2 separate regions of the Rattus norvegicus genome follow, and region 1 is linked to region 2. The links are chromatin contacts, called in public Hi-C maps. All regions are on one chromosome and are shown on one strand. Each heading gives the region's core, a stretch centred on a gene start, on an enhancer-like site or on the middle of the called end of the contact. The rest is flanking DNA. Distances are from core to core; before and after follow the strand shown.

What was found. A called contact is a pair of places that touch in the nucleus more often than the background predicts.
Region 1: a Hi-C map of liver shows a contact between it and region 2, with 3 times the contacts expected there. The contact joins two enhancer-like sites. A contact is called at or near these places in 4 of 12 Hi-C or Micro-C datasets (the Rat2 cell line, kidney, liver and 1 more).

The regions. Positions count from the first base shown.
Region 1 is chr18:31,294,442-31,298,308 of GRCr8, reverse strand. The region is part of intron 11 of Arhgap26 (Rho GTPase activating protein 26); the gene reads right to left. It overlaps LOC134482937 (a long non-coding RNA gene), which reads left to right. Exons shown (of 2, transcript XR_010059688.1): 1 at 1-2,853. Among named protein-coding and RNA genes, the nearest start is that of Arhgap26, 210 kb to the right of the region's middle. Within about 2 kb of position 2,563, at least 21 of the 93 cell types and tissues checked have an H3K27ac peak or open chromatin away from gene starts, as enhancers often do. A contact at or near this core is called in liver, where this site is marked.
Region 2 is chr18:31,235,905-31,239,930 of GRCr8, reverse strand. The region is part of intron 10 of Arhgap26 (Rho GTPase activating protein 26); the gene reads right to left. Among named protein-coding and RNA genes, the nearest start is that of Arhgap26, 150 kb to the right of the region's middle. Within about 2 kb of position 1,565, at least 51 of the 93 cell types and tissues checked have an H3K27ac peak or open chromatin away from gene starts, as enhancers often do. A contact at or near this core is called in liver, where this site is marked.

The DNA of each region.
Region 1 (3,867 bases), core at 1,314-3,813, 57 kb before region 2:
GAAAAATAAGCTTAGTTTTCCATTTATTCAAGCATTATCAGCTAACTTAAACCTTCAGAGACGCCCCCCCTCAAAAAAAAGGCTTTTCTCTTTAAATTATTCCTCAGCCACATTAAAACAAATAGTACCAAATAGTACCTGCAGCTCCCTACTGCTCAGTATTGTACTCTTCTACTTGGTTTCATTTTAATATCCTGAGAGAAACCACAGCCCCCAAGTCCAGATGTTTTACATGGGGCAGAACCTGACTGAATCTTCAGGCCCAGCCATGTGAACCAGACTCTAAAATCTACTGCATGGGATTAATAGCAAGTGAAATCCAGCCAGTAGTATTTGATCTTACTATTTAAATAATAATAACAACAACAACAACAAGAAGAAGCATTGGAAAGGAGGGCATGCTACATTGCTAAAGGAACTAGATACATATCTAAAGCTGTATGGACAACCCCACCATCATGGAAGTGAAGCATAAGTAAAATGGGCCAGGCAAAGGTAAGAGAAGCCACAACGTGAAGGGACACTGGATTCCAGTATCATTTAAACCTATTCATCTAAACATGCACAGGGGTCATTCTTGATCTTTCCACAGTGAACCAGGAACATCTCAGTTCTTTTCAAAATTTGTGACCCCTGACTTACAGCCAAGAGTAATGGGACAAAAACAAAGCAACAACAAAGCCCACAGGAGAAAAATGTTCCACTGCTATCACGTATCTGGAGCTAATTTCTTGCCCCATTTCTTTCTCTATTGCCCTAAATCATATTTTCTTTGACTTCTCACTTGGACTTTGATATGGGCCTTCCCTCAGGACTTACTGATTCCATTGTCTCTGTCACTATTCTAACCTGAGGCACATATCACTCTTGTAAGATGTTTCCCTAAGCCACAGTTTTGGTTGAAGAAAAGTCTTCAAGATGTCACAGTATCAGTGTTCAAATCTCCAAGGGTTGTTGTGTGGAAGACAGAGAATACTCACCTCCCCAATGAAATGAAGGTGAAGAGAAGGCAGTGTGCAAGCTGATGGTACAGAGCTCTTCATGTCTGCTATGGCACTGGGGCTAACGTGGTGTCACTCCTAATGGAGTGGGCTTGTCTTCATTTAGAGGCAGTCCTTGGTATTCCTGGGCCTGATGCATATTAATGCATTTGGGAGAGTTAATCGTGATATAGGTCTTGGGCAAATTCCAGAACAGGGGGGAATTAGTTTTGGTGAGGCAGTTAGGTGGTAGATGTGGACTGTGGGCTGAAGAGACTTCACAGTAATGCCTGGCTCTACCTTCGAGCTCTGTGCCCTCGGATGATCATCTGACATTTCTGCTTTCTCATTGTGAAGTAGAGCTAAGTAACAACACTTTATGAGAGCATTGTGAGAATCAAAACTAGCTCTCCTGCAGCCTGAAGGTGCTCTAAATGTTATTTTCCTTTGCCTACATTTTCCACAAGGCTCCTGACTCCCTTAAGAGTCACAGACTACCCTAATGGCTCCCTTCTTTGACCTCTAACCACATGTACAGTCAGTTCTACAGAACTTAACACTTCCAAGTACAGACTTTCATTCTTCATTGTTTCCATTCTCCTTTGAGGAGATCCTTCTACTGTCTGTATGAGAAGTCAAGTAGGAGGAAATGCACCAAATACAGTGCCAAGCATAGACCAGTGTCCAAGAAATTATTTATAATTAGAGGAAAGGGGGGTGGATTAAGACACAAGATGACATTCCTCCCTTGGGGTCCTTCTCTTAGGCTCAGAAGCAAGACTTGAGGAGCTGGGCGAGCAGGTTTTCTATATGTCAAAGCCTTTCCTTTTTAAGTGCAGTTGGCACTTGGGCTTCTCAGAGTGAGACATCACCATTTAAGGTGATATAATTTCCAAAGGAGAGGTGGGACAGTGCCCCCTAGGGCACACAGATAGCAAGTGACTACCAGGGCCTAGGGATAAGCTAGGTCTTTCTTTCCACTTGTTTCTAATTCTCGTGATTTAAGCATGAGGATAAAGTCTGTGGTTATTTACCCTGAATGCTATATGTACACCTCTCCCCACACCACCTAACCCCCGGGCTTTGATTTGTGTGCTGCATAAACACTGTTGCCATAGTTATAATTCAGGAAGCTTTGTTGTTTGACCTCAGGAAAAACTTGATCTCAAATCAGGATAACACCACAGCAGACCATCAGGAGGTAGGCACTGCCAAATTCCTTCAAGCTTCTAGAAGGAACTACTGTATTTCGGGCAACAGCAGAGGAAACAGTGTGCTGCAGTGTTATGCAATTTCCTTGCACTTCATATTCAGAAATCCTAAAAACCCCTGAACAAGCAACTTCCCTAGCTTTCAACGGAAGATCGGCATCTTAGCCAATATAAATAAAAACTGGTTGCAAAGGAAGAAAAAAGAAATCTGTGTTCAAGTCAAGAAAGGATTTCAGTGACAATGTAAAGGCAGCAGAAAAAGCACAAGCTGAGCCCTTCCTTGCCTCCATGTGACCTCCATGTGGCATGGAAAGGAGTGGAATCACCCCAGGACACCCACACATCTGGGACGAAGCCCCGCCCTGGAGACAGGCCCAGTCCCCGGCCACCCAGCCCCATGCATTCTTTTTTTGGCAACTATACTCTGTCCTCCTCCATAAACCAACCTCCTCCAATGAATGCCTGCTCAGAATGTACAGTCAGTGTGGCCAGTAATGGACTCCATTAGATCCCAACAACTTACTATGGGAATTCTAACACACAGGAAAGGCTAGACAGGTGAGAACACACCCACACCCTACACTTGTGGTTGTGCAAATTCTGCTTCATCTGCTTCGACCCACGGTCATCACAGAGCTGTAGATCCCTTGATGAGCACTGAGGTGAGTAATTGGCATTACAACACTCCAGTGTGCATGTTATTTACTAAAGTTTAATAGTCTTCAATCTTTTAAAATAAAATTGACAAGTTAAGAGATACACTTTTCTTAAGTATGCCAATCATAAATTGTGACAATTTTATATATCCATGTAAGCTAAGCCACTATCAAGACAGGAACATTTTCATCATCTCTAACATGAGTTCTCTCAGGACACTACCAAGAAACCACCCCCCACCTCCCAAGTTAACAGTCCTCTCCATCAAACACACACACACACACACACACACACACACACACACACACACACACACACACGAGTGTGTTGTTTTGCTCTGTCATAAAACTGGAACCACACATCATATATTCTTGGGTTATTTTGTTTCACTCTGTAATCTTTCTGTGATTTATCCATGCTATGGTATGAATCAATATTTTTACACCAATTCTGCTGAATATTTTATTATTGAATATATCACCAGTTTTTTTATGTTTGTTTGTTTGTTTATTTGTTTTATGGCGTTGCTGTGCACTAAGTCTGTGTTTAGGTATCATAAATAAGACCACTTCAATTATTTTTCTGCAAGTATTTTTGAGAGCACACATATTCATTTTTCTTGAATATCCAAGAGTAGATCTGGTGGATTCCAGGTTATAATATTGTTTGTTATTATCAAATAGGAAAACTTTCTCCAGTGTGGCTGTATTGCTATCTACCACTTGAGTGTCCATGGCAGTTTTAGCCTTTTCTGTGCACTTCCCTGAGGTTTATAGCAAGCACTTTTCATGTGCTTTTTCAGTATTCTTGCCTTTTTTTCCATGATGTGTCTTCAAATCTTCTGTCCATCTTTGAATTGGGTTGTTCTATTTACTGCAGAGTTTTACAAACTCTCTGTATACTATGGACTTGCATTTATGTAGTGTATATTTTACCAACACTTGCTACCATCCTGTAGGTTAGCCTATGAATTTCTTAATGTCGCCTTTTGATAGACACAAGTTTTTAATTTTAAGGAA
Region 2 (4,026 bases), core at 316-2,815:
TGCTAGGTACCTCTACCTCTCAGCCACATCTCCAGGCCTTTGGGACTCTTTCTAAAAGTGAAAGATGCCACGTTGCTATTAAGGGCTAACTCTGATGTTATATCCAGGTGGGTCAGAAACTAAAACCAGACCTATGCTTATGCCATAATGCTACAGTGGCCTTATCTGTGACAAGCGTATGTGCCCTAGAGTCCAAGACTATCAACTTGGAGAGAGGAAGGAAGGGAGTAACCTTCCACGTACTCCCTAAGATGTTTTCCTCAGCAGCTTTGAATCAATAAGTTAGTAAGAGTCTGATTCTAATGAATGAATGGATCATAATCAGCAAAAGCCTACAGCACTCACCTCCTGAGAGGAAAGATTGGAGACCGAGGAGGACCCTGGCAATAGGGACAGTCCAGAGAATAATCACTGCCAGCCCCATCAGACAGCTTCACACAGAGTTATTTTGAAAGATTTTAAAGTCCTAGAAGACCAGATGAATTTCTAGCTTGTTAAACTTCATGGCCCGTGAACATAACTGCTACAGCAACAGGCACAGGTTACCACAGTACACCAGGAAAAAGCTTTGCTGACTAATGGGACGGGCGCAACGCAAAGTAACAGGAACCCTCGTTACCACTACTGAAGGCGAGCTGAGCAAAGCCCTCCTTACGTTGCCTCATCCACCACCCTCTGTGCCACTAAGGTTCTTTGGTCTCATGATGAACAGAGCAGGTGGAATTTACTGCTTCGTTGCTCTCCCTCTTGAGAATTATGTAATAACACATTTTTGGTGTTGAGTTGTTTTTTAAGCCCTACATTGAGAAGCTGGCAGATAAATGTGTGCACTCACCAACACATTTCACTGCACTGATTAGAGGACGGACGGCCGTTGCCTAGGTCGCCCTCCCATCCACTCCTCTAGCCAGCAAAACCCACTCCTACTTAAAACAGGTTCAGATAGCCAACGCTCTCACTTAATTAGAAGGCAAAACGAACAGACAGCTTGCTATCTATCCCTAAGAGCCAGGAAGCAATTCAGAAAGAATGATGCCCATCCCCCACTGGCCACTCCACCCCTGGCCATGCTGTCAGAGCAGCATAACACCCTCTGAGGAAGGAAAACCCATTTCCTGCCTGAAAGGTCAATGGCATAGAGACCAGCACTCCAACCCAACCGGCAGGAAGGCAAAGTCAAGTAGCATTTCAAACAGGCAGCGAGAAGGGGAGGGGCGGGAAGACTGAAACCAGGAAAAACAGTTCATCCGCTCTGTGGCTCTGTGAGATAAAGACTGTAATGGGACAGAGAGGCCTGGTTCTCTGCACAGGCTGGACAGAAGGACGAGTCTGCTGTCCTCACATGCATCATCCCGAAGCAAAGAATCTAGCATCTTGGTTCACCCAGCTAAACTGCCATATTTAAAGAGGCCTGACAAACTGGGCGGGCCAGCTAGTTGTTGCCAGAAAGTAGGTATGAACGATCTGTGAAAAGGGTGAGAGGAAGGAACTTCAAGAGAAAGAATGACTCACTGAAAATACTCTCTGTCTTAAGTAGTAATAGCCATATAAACTGTCGCTTCTACAGAAACCACACACGCAGCTGTCTTCGAATTACCAGTGTCTAAAGGACGAGTACACTTCATAGACCCACGAGCCACCAATGCACGTGCAAAACTGCCACCTAGAGGCCGAACACTCAAACAGCCTGTTACGTAAGATGGATCGATCCTCGTTGGAAAACAATCTCAAGAGTCACACAGTTTCACAAAGACACTCAAAACGACCTATTCACCATACTCATACCAAGCCAGACCGTAAACTACCTTCATTTAAAATTAGAATGGTTTCCTGGGGAGATCATAAACTGAATGTGGACATAAAACTTCCTCTTTTGTGGGAATCAAGTTAGGAAGCACAGCACTGCCTTCAGAATCTCCCCCTAGTGGGCCTTCTTCACAGGAACCCTTCCAGTGCCTCAAGTCACTCTCATATAAATCGACAAGGCTATGGGAAAAGAAGCAAGCTTACCGCAAGGCAGTGTGGAAGGACTTTTAGCAAAGGTAAGGTTTACCAGGAGAAAAATTAAGTCCCATAGTTCGGAGCATACAAAAACATTTACACACGTGGGACACCATCAGAGAGGGACACTGCTATATCCCAGCTTCAAAACAACCCCGGCAGTCACAACCAGCACCATCTTAGTACCAGTCCTGTGGCTAGTGAGAGTCAGTCCTGCCTTCAAACCTAGGGCTCCCTCTATCTCTTATTCAACCTACAATATGCATCCTTCTCTGAAAATACAACTTGGAAAGATGCTTGCTGACTGGAAGGTACTAATTTTTTTTTTAATTCAGATCTTCCATAAATGTCTAGCTTCTGTTATTCTGGCTTCACTTATACTACCATATCTCTACACAAAAGCAAATTATGTGTGTACTTGCTAGAGCTTTAATTTAATTAGCAGCTAACTAATGTTCTCTAGTCTCATTACTAAACTCCCAGAGGAAAAAATAAATAATGCAATTTCAAAACTGTACTCACCATAAAAAATTAATATTGGGCAATCATATACAATAGTGCTATGCTAAAGGCTGCAAGAAATTATGGTCTTTCTGCCTCTAAAAGCAAATCATCTGAGATAAACAGAATTAAACAGAAGTACCCAAAACATTTCAAACTGAACAGCTAGCCAACCAATACAAAGAAAATGTGTTACCTGGCTACTACAGGGAAGTGGCTACTACTGTGGGGAAGGAGGGCGCAGAATTGGCAGAATGTGTGTGAGAGAGAGCTGAGAAAGGTTCAGGAAAACTAGTTCACAACTGCTGATGCAGCATCTGCAGGAGAACTTCAGAATGACCCAAAGAATCAGGTGAGGGTTTTACAGAAGAAAAACCCATAGATTCCTAAAGTGACTGACACCTGTCAGAAAAGCCTAATCGGGGCCTGGGTGCACCCTGTAGTCTGATGAGAGAGAGGAAACAGTGAATTTAAGGGTATAGGTGTCCTTGTGGTCCCCAGTTCCCAACCCCCTGTGTCGTTCACCACCACTACGACCACCACCACCACCAAGTGATCTGTCTTTGCTGCACCTCTGCGTTTGGCAGTGCTGGAAAGAAGTGTTTAGCAGACAGAGTTTCTGTTGGAGTCAGCTAGTCTTCAAAAAAAGCTAAAACATACTAACTGTTTCCTTTCCCTGAGTGTAAACATTACCCCCCCACCCCACCACTCTGGTTCAGTGAATCAAAAGAACCCTTTAGTTTCTATTTCTATTACTTACCATATGGTTTGGTGGCCGCTCATGGAAAACATTAGGGAGAAAATAATCTATGTGTCACTTACATCTGTGAGAAATTTCTTTAAAACAAACCAATCCAAGGGATGCTGGCAAGTGACTACCCCCATGATTCTTCAGCTTAAGTAAATATTTTCCCTACATTTGCTCACTAATTTACATACGATGGTGCATGATGGAGTTAATTATTCAAGTGACTGAACACAGACGCTGGTTAGTATTAATGAGCCACATATGACTACCAGGAAAGGCTGCTTTTCCACGATGCCTCTTTTGAACCCAACAAGTTTACTCACTGAATTCTTGCACACACACATACACACAAAAAAGAGTTGACCCACAAGAAAAAAAAGTTAAATGCAGCCAATTAACCAGTATAAAATAAAAACTTTCAAGAGCTAGGTCTGTACAAAGACTGCCAAAAAAGTAATTCTGGGATTTTTAAGCTACTGAACTGAAGCTAGTGATGAAGAAAGAGGGGGGATGGGAAGGAGGGGGCTTGGATGGAAGGAAGCAGCAAAAAAAGATAAGGCAGCTGATGCAAATGGTCTGCTTCAGGAGGTGGGGTTCAGGGGTGCGTACTGGCCGCCATTTAAAAGGCCTTGGTGGGATGGCCTTCTGCCTCACTGACAGGTCCTCCCTGCTCAATACTATGCTAGCTCCCTAGCAGTGATATGAAGTACCAGACAGCAGGAAGGCAGTGGGGGGCGGGGGGGCGTGGATTCTTCCTGAAGTCCACTGAATCTACT